Linked DNA regions of Mus musculus: regions 2, 3 and 4 are each linked to region 1. The links are chromatin contacts, called in public HiCAR-type and HiChIP or PLAC-seq maps. All regions are on one chromosome and are shown on one strand. Each heading gives the region's core, a stretch centred on a gene start, on an enhancer-like site or on the middle of the called end of the contact. The rest is flanking DNA. Distances are from core to core; before and after follow the strand shown.

What was found. HiCAR-type assays count read pairs that join an accessible place to other places. HiChIP or PLAC-seq counts read pairs in DNA pulled down with a chosen protein or histone mark.
Region 2: a contact with region 1 is called in an H3K4me3 HiChIP or PLAC-seq map of embryonic limb bud, with 4 times the contacts expected there. The contact joins the enhancer-like site here to the promoter of Bmp4 in region 1. A contact is called at or near these places in 7 of 39 promoter capture datasets (the 3T3-L1 cell line, cranial neural crest, epiblast stem cells and 4 more), 1 of 484 Hi-C or Micro-C datasets (liver), 3 of 115 datasets of contacts at active chromatin or transcription factors (craniofacial prominence, embryonic limb bud and forebrain) and 4 of 9 other capture datasets (adipose tissue, embryonic tail, embryonic trunk and 1 more).
Region 3: a FOXA1 HiChIP or PLAC-seq map of pancreatic cancer cells shows a contact between it and region 1. The contact joins the promoter of 4933425B07Rik here to the promoter of Bmp4 in region 1. A contact is called at or near these places in 2 of 39 promoter capture datasets (cranial neural crest and liver), 4 of 484 Hi-C or Micro-C datasets (muscle stem cells, myocytes, nephron progenitors and 1 more), 8 of 115 datasets of contacts at active chromatin or transcription factors (a colorectal cancer cell line, embryonic limb bud, embryonic stem cells and 4 more) and 1 of 9 other capture datasets (adipose tissue).
Region 4: a HiCAR-type map of kidney shows a contact between it and region 1, with 2.8 times the contacts expected there. The contact joins the enhancer-like site here to the promoter of Bmp4 in region 1. A contact is called at or near these places in 6 of 39 promoter capture datasets (the 3T3-L1 cell line, frontonasal cranial neural crest, liver and 2 more), 1 of 15 datasets of contacts at CTCF or cohesin (large pre-B cells), 4 of 484 Hi-C or Micro-C datasets (the HL-1 cell line, embryonic stem cells and liver), 3 of 115 datasets of contacts at active chromatin or transcription factors (kidney, large pre-B cells and pancreatic cancer cells) and 2 of 9 other capture datasets (liver and pancreatic islet).

Annotation. Positions count from the first base shown.
Region 1 is chr14:46,389,125-46,392,200 of GRCm38.p6, reverse strand. It overlaps Bmp4 (bone morphogenetic protein 4), which reads left to right and starts at 1,532. Exons shown (of 4, transcript NM_007554.3): 1 at 1,532-1,897. Gm15222 (predicted gene 15222) reads right to left here. Exons shown (of 1, transcript NR_166856.1): 1 at 2,919-3,076. RefSeq lists promoters at 443-1,849, 1-1,849, 1,900-3,076.
Region 2 is chr14:46,604,116-46,606,890 of GRCm38.p6, reverse strand. It overlaps 4933425B07Rik (RIKEN cDNA 4933425B07 gene), which reads left to right. Exons shown (of 5, transcript NR_046460.1): 4 at 1,648-1,704; 5 at 2,574-2,775. Among named protein-coding and RNA genes, the nearest start is that of Gm41146, 21 kb to the left of the region's middle. Within about 2 kb of position 1,525, at least 21 of the 459 cell types and tissues checked have an H3K27ac peak or open chromatin away from gene starts, as enhancers often do. A contact at or near this core is called in embryonic limb bud, liver and second pharyngeal arch cranial neural crest, where this site is marked.
Region 3 is chr14:46,636,008-46,638,732 of GRCm38.p6, reverse strand. It overlaps 4933425B07Rik (RIKEN cDNA 4933425B07 gene), which reads left to right and starts at 1,310. Exons shown (of 5, transcript NR_046460.1): 1 at 1,310-1,435.
Region 4 is chr14:46,258,814-46,261,897 of GRCm38.p6, reverse strand. No RefSeq gene overlaps it. Among named protein-coding and RNA genes, the nearest start is that of Gm34499, 39 kb to the right of the region's middle. Within about 2 kb of position 1,372, at least 8 of the 459 cell types and tissues checked have an H3K27ac peak or open chromatin away from gene starts, as enhancers often do. A contact at or near this core is called in kidney and liver, where this site is marked.

The DNA of each region.
Region 1 (3,076 bases), core at 283-2,782:
TGACTTCACTAAAGTGACAGTGACGCAGGGAATCAATCGTCTTCTAATAGAAAGGGCTCATGGAGACCTGAGCTGATCTTTCTGTTCTGGATGAGAGAGGTGGTACCCATTGGAATGAAAGGACTTAGTCAGGGGCATACAGTGTGCTCCAGGCTGGGGATGGTCAGGATGTTGTGCTCAGCCTCTAACACTCCTTCCAACCTGACATTCCTTCTCACCCTTTGTCTCTGGCCAGTAGAATACAGGAACTCGTTCCTGTTTTTTTTTTTTTAAATTCTGAAGGTGTGTAAGTACAAAGGTCAGATGAGCGGCCCTAGGTCAAGACTGCTTTGTGGTGACAAGGGAGTATAACACCCACCCCAGAAACCAAGAACCGGAAATTGCTATCTTCCAGCCCTTTGAGAGCTACCTGAAGCTCTGGGCTGCTGGCCTCACCCCTTCCCTGCAGCTTTCCCTTTAGCAGAGGCTGTGATTTCCTTCAGCGCTCTGGGCAAATACTCTTAGCCTGGCTCACCTTCCCCATCCTCGTTTGTAAAAACAAAGATGAAGCTGATAGTTCCTTCCCAGCTCCATCAGAGGCAGGGTGTGAAATTAGCTCCTGTTTGGGAAGGTTTAAAAGCCGGCCACATTCCACCTCCCAGCTAGCATGATTACCAACTCTTGTTCTTACTGTTGTTATGAAAGACTCAATTCCTCATCTCCCTTCTTTTAAAAAGGGGCCAAAGGGCACTTTGTTTTTTTCTCTACATGGCCTAAAAGGCACTGTGTTACCTTCCTGGAAGGTCCCAAACAAACAAACAAACAAACAAAATAACCATCTGGCAGTTAAGAAGGCTTCAGAGATATAAATAGGATTTTCTAATTGTCTTACAAGGCCTAGGCCTGTTTGCCTGCCAAGTGCCTGCAAACTACCTCTGTGCACTTGAAATGTTAGACCTGGGGGATCGATGGAGGGCACCCAGTTTAAGGGGGGTTGGTGCAATTCTCAAATGTCCACAAGAAACATCTCACAAAAACTTTTTTGGGGGGAAAGTCACCTCCTAATAGTTGAAGAGGTATCTCCTTCGGGCACACAGCCCTGCTCACAGCCTGTTTCAACGTTTGGGAATCCTTTAACAGTTTACGGAAGGCCACCCTTTAAACCAATCCAACAGCTCCCTTCTCCATAACCTGATTTTAGAGGTGTTTCATTATCTCTAATTACTCGGGGTAAATGGTGATTACTCAGTGTTTTAATCATCAGTTTGGGCAGCAGTTATTCTAAACTCAGGGAAGCCCAGACTCCCATGGGTATTTTTGGAAGGTACAGAGACTAGTTGGTGCATGCTTTCTAGTACCTCTTGCACGTGGTCCCCAGGTGAGCCCCGGCTGCTTCCCGAGCTGGAGGCATCGGTCCCAGCCAAGGTGGCAACTGAGGGCTGGGGAGCTGTGCAATCTTCCGGACCCGGGCCTTGCCAGGCGAGGCGAGGCCCCGTGGCTGGATGGGAGGATGTGGGCGGGGCTCCCATCCCCAGAAGGGGAGGCGATTAAGGGAGGAGGGAAGAAGGGAGGGGCCGCTGGGGGGAAAGACTGGGGAGGAAGGGAAGAAAGAGAGGGAGGGAAAAGAGAAGGAAGGAGTAGATGTGAGAGGGTGGTGCTGGAGGGTGGGAAGGCAAGAGCGCGAGGCCTGGCCCGGAAGCTAGGTGAGTTCGGCATCCGAGCTGAGAGACCCCAGCCTAAGACGCCGCTGCGCTGCAACCCAGCCTGAGTATCTGGTCTCCGTCCCTGATGGGATTCTCGTCTAAACCGTCTTGGAGCCTGCAGCGATCCAGTCTCTGGCCCTCGACCAGGTTCATTGCAGCTTTCTAGAGGTCCCCAGAAGCAGCTGCTGGCGAGCCCGCTTCTGCAGGAACCAATGGTGAGCAGGGCAACCTGGAGAGGGGCGCTATTCTGAGGATTCGAGGTGCACCCGTAGTAGAAGCTGGGGATGGGGCTCAGGCTGTAACCGAGGCAAAAGTTGGCCTATTCCTCCTTCCTTCTCCAACAGTGTTGGAGGTGGGATGATGGAGGCTAAAAGGCACCTCCATATATGTTACTGCGTCTATCCAACCTACTTTAGGGAGGTGCGGGCCAGGAGAGGCGGGAAGGAGAGAAGGCCTTGGAAGAGAGGTCATTGGGAAGAACTGTGGGGTTTGGTGGGTTTGCTTCCACTTAGACTATAAGAGTGGGAGAGGAGGGAGTCAACTCTAAGTTTCAACACCAGTGGGGGACTGAGGACTGCTTCATTAGGAGAGAGAACCTAGCCAGAGCTAGCTTTGCAAAAGAGGCTGTAGTCCTGCTTTGCTCTAAAGCGCGACCCGGGATAGAGAGGCTTCCTTGAGCGGGGTGTCACCTAATCTTGTCCCCAACGCACCCCCTCCCAGCCCCTGAGAGCTAGCGAACTGTAGGTACAGAACTCGCTCCCATCTCCAGGAGCTATTTTCTTAGACATGGGCACCCATGCATTCTGCCTTCTGGTACTCTCCCCTCCCTGGGAAGGGGTGTAAGGTTCGACGGACCGTGGCCAGGATGCCGAAAGGCTACCTGTGCGGGTCTTCTGCCATGCTGTGTCTGTGCGGACATGCCAGCAGGGCTAATGAGGAGCTTGCGATACTCCAAAGGGTTCGGGAATTGCGGGGTCCTTACACGCAGTGGAGTTGGGCCCCGGGGACTCAGAAGGTTTCCCGCCACGGCTTTGGTTGATAGTTTTTTTAGTATCCTGGTTTATGAACTGAAGGTTTTGTGAGATGTTGAATCACTAGCAGGGTCATATTTGGCAAACCGAGGCTACTATTAAATTTTGGTTTTAGAAGAAGATTCTGGGGAGAAAGTGAAGGGTAACTGCCTCCAGGAGCTGTATCAACCCCATTAAGAAAAAAAAAAATACCAGGAGATGAAAATTTACTTTGATCTGTATTTTTTAATTAAAAAAAATCAGGGAAGAAAGGAGTGATTAGAAAGGGATCCTTGTGAAGTTGAAATTGAAACAAGTCCTTCGTCTATTTACTGGGCTTTAACGTCGAGAGCGCTCCACACACCGCCAAAGGCACAGGATTGT
Region 2 (2,775 bases), core at 276-2,775, 210 kb before region 1:
AATTAACCTTCTGAATGTCAGTGACAGTCCAAGGGCACCTTAATGACCATTGTTGTTTTAGTTGGAGTGACAGAGAGAGGTTTGAGAGAGCTGTCGCTTCTTAACAGAATCTAGGCAAAAGCATACTTGCTTATTCATTCTGAAGAAAGAGGAAACTATTGCATGCTTTTCTATTTCTACATTACATACAAAGAAAGGTACATATTTACTCAGTGCCATATCTCCAGGGCTGGCACAAGGGTGGGTTGTTTGTTTGTTTGTTTGTTTGTTTGTTTCAACACGAATGTTTGGTAGACATTTGTGCGTACCAAATTTAGCAGCTGCATGGCATTGCTATAAGAAGCCCCGGAAAAAAGAGTTTCAGAAGTGTTGCAAACAAACTTTGGGAAGCAAAGTCTGGTCAGTTTATGTGTTTTAAATATTCTTTTCTGAAGTTTATGTTTCCTTTTTAAACAAAGACTTCCCAACAAGCCACTCTTATTTTAAGAGACCCCGCCAGTAGTTACAGCAGGACGCACAGGCTAATGCCGAGAGTGTTATTAGTAATGACCGAGACCTTTAGCCTCCTGTCCAGAGTTCTGTTTTACTGTAGCGGACTCCAATGTAAACTCGATCATGTTGGGCTATTTAGTAACTTATTAGTGCATCCATCTTTTCATCATTTGACAGGTGGAAGTAGTAGTTCGGTTTTTAGTTTTAATTATAAGGGATTCCAGATGTAGAACGCCACACAAATGAAAACCAGAGCCCCTCATAGGTCTTTTCAAAGCAGGCTGATTTCAAGGTATCTGCTTTTCATTTCAAAACGTTATTAAAGCTATTACTAAGAAATTCATAGTCTTAGCCTGTTCCAATAATTGACACCTTTAAACTGACTAAACAGATTTAGAGTGTGCAGAAAAGTAAATTTGTCTTAGAGAATGACCCTAATCATTTATTTCCATATAATGGACAAATGGGTGTCCGTGGAATTAGCCTGAGAGTTGATGAATGAAGCCAAAGGCTCCCTTTTTATAACACTGTCTTGGCCTCACCTTTGTCTCTAATTAGATTTCACATATAGATACTTGCCATTTCAGAGGACTTAATGACCTACGTTTACCTGCCGTGGTTCCTCCATTCAATTTTTTTTTTTTTTTTGGTCCGTCAGAACCAGAAGCAGTTTATTTTTATTTTCTTTGATAGGTAGTTTTGGGGTGAAGTCCCAGTTCACAAAACTCCCCACGAGCCATTTCCCAGCTGGTTATTCATTGTACCTCTTCAGAAAGAGGTTGCATAAACAGCAGAAATTTCCCGTAATTAGGATAGCTAGCTGGGCTGATAAATTAGAGAAAGAACTTGTTTGGCATAAACCGAGCCTGGTTCTGAGGCAGACATGTTCAGCTTTTATTCTCTGGAGTGTGGTTGAAAGGGTGAGAAGTTAATTTGGCAGCTTCATGGTTCATAATGCCCTTCCCCTCCCCCCTCCCTGCAGCCCCAGTGAAGTCCGGGATTGCTTTGCGCCTGCCCTCATACAAGGCAGGACCGTGACCCAAAACGGAACCCGTCTCCCCAGGGCACGCTCCGAGCAGCAACAGCTTGGCTCAAGTGTTTCTTATGAACAGCCGTCCTGAGCACTTGATCTAAATCATGCCATTTCCTTCACAGCATGGCACAGTTAACAAGTCACTGCACCAACACAATCTACAGATGGCAGTTCAAAAGGTGCGGGTCCCCCCAGCAAGATAAAGGGCAGGCAGTTCCAAGGGGGTGGGGGGATGCTCATTACGGGGAATGCAGGGGTGGGGGCACCTAGGAAGGGGGTGTGAGCTGGCCTGCGGGGTCCTCGTGGGCGCCCCCGCAAGGGGGTGCCTAGCTTGACTCTGAAAAGGCATGCGTGAAACTAGGGGAGAGCCGTTATTGAAGTAAAGTGCAAACAGCTTGCAGAGGGAGGCTTGCCTTGGCCTGGGAATGTTCCTTTGCAGAGTCAGGGCAAGGTCTCTGGGAACAGGATACTGCACCCATATGCTTCTTCTATCACTCTCTCAAGTATAGGGCAATTTCCAGAGTGAACCCCGAGACCTAGGGTACTCTAGGCAAGCACAGGCAACTCCTGGCCATGGGAAAGGCCCAGATCCCATCCAAAGAGGGCTAGGGCCTCCCTTCTTCACTGGCCTGTGCTCCTCCGCAAATTACATTAACGCTAATGTCCAGCGAAGAATCTACGAGACATATTGGGCCTTTAGACTTCAAAACAAGCCTAAATTGGAACCATATTGCGGGAATGCTTCTTAGCTAACATTTATATTACTTTAGTTACCAAATCCAGACTAAGTCCCGGGACTCGGCAGGGGAGGACATAATATATTAGGAACTAAGAGGAGAGTGTTCTATTCTTTTATAACTGTACAAAACCTTCCCTCACACTAGCGAGGAAATGACTACAAGGCCTTAAAATGAGGGTAGATAGCCCCCCACCCCAAGGCTGGGCCCCCATCACGAAGCTGCTCTGGAGGGTGAATGAAGCCTTCACTGGGATCTGGTATCAGACAGGTAAATTATAGACCTTCAGCTAGACTCCCTTCCCTCTGCAGGCATCAGACCCCAGCTGTATCTCGGAGTCTGGATCGGCTGCCAGTATCAACCTCTGTAAGCAAGTCTCTTAAGGAACTGGCAAGATGGTACCTGCCAAGTGTGTGAGTGCTAAGGAGAACGGTATGCAGTGAGAGCTGCTCCTCTCTGAGTTCTGCGAAGAGCTAAGGGAGATTTTTCCTTTCTGCACTTATTTCAACCAGA
Region 3 (2,725 bases), core at 61-2,560, 250 kb before region 1:
AGGTCAGGGGAAGAACAGGAGTTCCATTTCATTTGTCGGCAGATTTACAGGACCCCGCAAACCAGGAGCTGTCTGGTGCTTAGAGGCTGACCTTGTCTACCTGGTCCCTTGGGGAGAGGACCCCCAACTCCACAGACTAAAACCACTTTACATCTTCCTGATATTAGCAAACATTAGTGTGGGTCATTTTGATTCTTCACATAGCAGGGTCAAGGAAAAGCTAAAAGCAATTGCAACTTGCTAATGAGGACTATTTAATTACTTTGGTGTGTGTGTGTGTGTGTGTGTGTGGTTTAGATCAGAGGTACCTTCCCTGATTGTTTTCCACCTTATATATTAAAGCTGGGTCCCACATTGATCCTACAACCTGATGAGCCTGCTAGTCCAGCTAGCCAGTGTGACCCAGGGATCCTCTCTCCATCCCTAGAGCACTGGAGTAGATAGTAGGCTGCTATGCCTCCCTAGCATTCCCACGGATGCTGGGGATCCCAACTGTTTTTCGTATTTCCTGCCAACCAGTTTACCCAACGATCCATCTCTGCAGCCCTATGCTGGCATATTTTTCAGTAGCTAACCTATGCATGTTGAGATTGCCTACTTAAAAATATACTGGAGTAAGGAAGACTGAGACGAGTTCTCTGTCTAGACCCTCTGGGATGGCTAGAGGCTCACGAGGGGCCTGCATCCTCACAAGATGATAACTGAGGCCTTGTATTGCCCAGAGACTGAATGTGTGGCCCTTCAGCCTGCCAGACTCCTCTGTCAGCCCCTCCCCAGCTCCAGGCACTTTTATAATACCAGGTAAGAACTTGGGGACTCCTCAGGACCCCACTCTAACAGACACTGTCTTTTTACCAGAGAATATTTTTTTCAGACAAGGGTTTCTTCTCTCTGTCACCACCTAAGAGACTGGTGCAGATGGCCAGTAAGTTACCCAGACCCTACTGACCGGTGTGAATTAATCTGTAGGATGGCACTGAAGGACTCTCTAAAGGACAAAGAGGGAGGAAGCTTCAAGGAAGTTATTTGTAGTCACCTAACGTTGGGTTTGTTAGTTGAAAAGTGGTATATTCCTGGACAGATCATGCCACACCAGCACATTTCTCACTTTGGGAGGTCTTTCTTTAAAGAGGGGAAGTGAGAAAGAGAGAGAGGGGGGGGGAGGAGAGAGAGAGAGAGAGAGAGGAGGGCTATGGACTGGGGTTTGTGTCCTTTATCTGGGCCGTGATGTAGGTAACAAAGGTGATGCATGTGCAGGAGGTGTGTGCCAGTTGCTATGGCAACAGATGCATGAGGGTCCTTGTCGCCTAGGGATGATGTCATCGATAGATTCAGAGGCTGGCTGTAAACAGCTTCCGATGCTAACAGGGTTGAGGACAAGGAGGGGACAGAAAATAGAAATTGCCATATCATTCTCTTTAGAGTCTTGACCAAGGTAAGCCAGTAGGAAGGAAGATGTCTGGAAGCCTTCCGATGCCTCTCCTGTTAATAGAGATTCTGAAACTTGGGCAGTGGGTATGGGAAGAGGAGGAGGAGGAGGAGGAGGAGGAGGAGGAGGAGGAAGATGAGGAGGAGAGTTAGAGTGACCATAAAGGAAACATCTCTGCAGGTAGTTTTGAGCCGTCACCTATGTTGTGTTTGGCGACCTAGAACAACAACAGTGGATATTTCATCTCCTAACTCCACATCCAGGAGAGGTGTTAGAGGCAGTGTTGTACACAGCAGTCCAAAGCCAAGAATCAGAGAAAGGAGGACAAATGAAGAAAGAATTGGGCAGCATCCACCTCTGGGTCTTGGCACCCTGGCCTCCCCACAGTCACACAAGCCTTTCCCTAGGGCTCCAGCTGCTAACATCCCTCATAACTGGTCGTCCCACTTAAAATAATGAGTCTTGGAGTCCCTTGATGGATTCAATCATTTCTCATGGTGTGGTTCAGCTTTTAGGAAGAATAAATTGACATTTTAAGGCCTGCCTGGATTTATTGTAAACAGTCACTCCCCACTAAAAGTGGCCTGCCGTGTGACCCAGCGTGGTTTGGCCCAGAGTAGTTTGGCTAGGATGTTGGCTCCGTTATGGAGACACATTTGCCATTAAAATAACACAGCCACAAGGAAATACACCTCGTTGTTGGCCGAGTGCGTGTTTTCTTGGGAACTGGGAAGGCTTTCTCTCTGAGTCACCTTAGCTGTTCCTCTGAGTCATTCCAGTGGGGGAGAAGGAGGACAGGGCAGGGAGTGATGGGAAGGTTTGGCCTCCCAGCATGACTCAGCCCTTCCCTACTCTCCACCTAATGTATGACAGGTGCCCAGACCTCCTCAGCCTCAAAGATACCCCTAGAAAGCAGTCTTCTCATTGGCCAGGAGGGTGGAGACAGGTCTCCTTTGCTCAAGAGGTTTCTAGTATGTGTAGCATATGTTTCCCCACCCCGTCCCCAGCCCCCCAAGGCTAGTTTTCTAAGACTCCAGACCTGACTCTGTTTAAGGTTGGCTCTGGGTGGGAGTGACCTTTACTTGCAGCATCCATGGGCCTACTGCAGGCACAGAGAGACTGCCTGAACCCCCTGGCTTACTCATGAGGTCTCCATGGCTCTGAGCCTTCTTGGGTCTCAGTGGACCCTGTTGGCTTGTCCTCTTACCCTCCTTTAGCTTGCAGTCTCCCACAGTCTTGCCTCCAGATCTGACATCTGCTCAGTTCTGCCCATATTTCGATGTGGCCCAGGCTGGC
Region 4 (3,084 bases), core at 123-2,622, 130 kb after region 1:
TTCCTTCTAACTCTCTCCTCTTCACTTCAGGGACACATTTATTTTCTTGTCCTCTGTTCTCACATTCAGGCTATTTTTCAGAGAGTCTACATTCCAATACCATTCTCGTCTGGTGAGTATCCTCATTGTTAAAGCCCCCAATAGTGAGGTGGGTTTTTGTTTGTTTGTTTGTTTTGTTTTGTTTTTTGTTTTAATTTCCTTCTCAATCCGTCATTTGTTCTGGTCATGAATTGAGAGCTGTTGTGTTTATAAAAAGATAAAGAGAGAGGGAATATGATTGGTAGATGTACAGTCAGGTGTGGGGGAAGGGGAGCCTCTGCAGACCCATGCTGAGGCATCCCTTGGCCCTGAGGGACCAGCCTCAGGGCAGATCATAGAGTATAGAATAGTTTATTCAGGGCATGGAGAGAGGAGTTGAGAGGGTAATAAGAGACAGAGAAAGGCAGAGGGGGGGAGAGGAGAGGGGAGAGGAGAGGAGAGGAGAGGAAGAAACTGGGCATGAGCAAGTGGAGAGAGAGAAGGAGGGGAAAGGGAAGAAAGGGGGGAAGGGGCGAGAGGACAGAGCAGGAACAAGAAGGAAAGAGCAAGAGAGAGAGGAGGAGACAAGCAACCCTTTTTATAGTGAGTCAGGCATACCTGGTCATTGCCAGGTAATTGTGGGGCAGAGCTTAGACAAAAACGCCAACAGGAACCATCTTCTCTCTCTCACCCAAATCTCCTGTTACTTATAGTCACAAAATCTGTTTGCTCTAGGTGTGAGTTGGTAGCAGTATCTGTGGTCTTTTATCTACACATGTCTCTTACTTAGGCAGCATCTTTCTCTTGAGTAGCAAATGTCTTAATTTACATGAGTGAAAAGAAGAATCATTGACTTGTTCACAGGTCAAGTTTAGGAGTGGGCCTTTGAATGTTGAAGGATCCAGACTGACATTAAGGATTCTAACTTTCTTCACAAAGTGGGTTGTGCCTAATGCTTTCCTGGCAAATTCAATCCCAGCAGACCCCCTTCCTCCCTCCCTCCCTCCTTTTCTTAGTTCAATCACTCAGTCTCCAGCTCTTGATCAGAATGGTCCAACTGGGATCACTTGTGGTCCCTGAGCCAGTGACTCTCACCTCTCACTGGAGGTTTGGAATCTGCTAACTGCAGAAGCCTGGCACCTTTGTGTCCTTCAAATATGCAAATGAAATCCAGCCTTTCAGGACTTAGGTGAGGGGAGGCACAGAGTACTGTTTACATAGAAATCGGGGGTACTGGCAAGGAAAAGGGGCTGGTTGCTAGCTAGGAGAAACCATGCTGTGTTCATTCCAGCCTCCTTAGTCTGACTAGCCCTTTCGGAGCCCTGGTTTCTGTGTTAGTGGAGTTTGAACCTTACCCATCTCGGTCAAGAGAACTATGGAACACTTTCACTTAATATTAACAGAAAATCATGACCACAGCCTGAGACAGTGCTATGCTGATTTCCCCACTTTCAGAAGTGTGTGTGTGTGTGTGTGTGTGTGTGTGTGTGTGTGTGTGTGTGTAATACCTTGCTAGTCTCTTCTCTCCTGCTTGCTAACACCAGCTGGCAATAAGAAAGGTCTTCAGTAGAATGTGCCATTCGCCTCTTTGCTGACCTCTCATTCCTTACCCCTGATTCCTGGTATCCCCTTTGGTCTGAAAGCGTGGCTTCACTCCAGAGATTTCTTGGTGCTGCCATGGCTCATCTATGTGCAGTGGAAGCCTAGTGGGTGCCTCACTGGCTGATTCTGACCACTTAGCAGCAATATAGTTTGTTCCCTGGTGGATGTGGCAATGATATGCTGGCTAAGTCATATCACTCAAGATTAAGTTAAGGTTAAGGTCCCCAACATTCGGCTGCATTTCACTTCCTAGGGTCTTTTGAGTGAACGTTAATGAAGCCTGCCCCATGGACAGTGGTCAGCAAGGGCGATTGTAGTTGGATGAGCCATGGCAGCACCAAGAAATCTCTGGAGTGAAGCCACGCTTTCAGACCAAAGGGGATACCAGGAATCAGGGTTAAGGAATGAGAGGTCAGCAAAGAGGCAAATGGCACATTCTACTGAAGACCTTTCTTATTGCCAGCTGGTGTTAGCAAGCAGGAGAGAAGGGACTAGCAAGCCCAGCCTTTGGCTTGTGTTCTTAGACGGTCCCTCTCTGACATATCATCACTTTGTTTTTATTTGTTCCTATTGGTGAGTTCTTCAAGAGCCCATTGCTTGATTTTTGTTTGTTTGTTTTGTTTTGTATTAGCTGAGTGCATACTACATATGTAGATTATTCTTTGTCTATCAAACAAGAATGTAGCTAGATGGCATTTACATTTCCACTTGACAGATGGGGAAACTTAGTCTTAGTGAGGAAGAGCAATAGCTTGCCACAGAGCTCTGGAGACAAGCCTGGGCTGCAGGTCTGTAGGAGCCCAGTCACCTGGTATTTAGTGAATGAGTGCTTTGGAAACCCATGTGTGCAAGATGCAAGTGCACACCCTCTGGTGCCTCCGGAGCTCCCCTCCAGTGAAGGATCTGGAGGAGCCAGAAGAACGGATATAGAGCTTGACCTCAAAGCCACTTGTGCAGCTGGGGACTCCAGGCAGATTTCAGATGCTCTTTTCTCTGGTTTTTACCTTTCTCTTTCTCACTTCAGGTGATGTGTAGCCTAGGTTTCCAAGTACCTGGTAGTTCTCTCTCCAGCCTTCCTTCCTCTTCAAACAGTTCTATAACTGCTTGAACCTCCTAGGGGTTCTAATTGAATCTCACTTTGAACATGTGTGGAGAGGGCCTGTACTAGGACTTCCTGGGCAGAATGCATATAATAGGAGCTTAGCTAGTGTTTAGTTTTTATGGACAATCACAAAGTCCTCTTCAGTTTACTTTGGCTTCCTTCAGCAAGGCTGGAGTTGGTTGAGAAGGGGCCGCTCTTTCATCGCCTTCATGTTCTCCTCCCACTTAGTAGGTTCTCCGTGAAGACCGTGAGCTCATTCAGCACTCACAGACGATGTGTAAACCATGTGTGTTGATCTAACTAAACCACTGAAGATGTATCGTTATTCTTTCACAGGTTGTAGGATTTTTTTTTTCAGAACT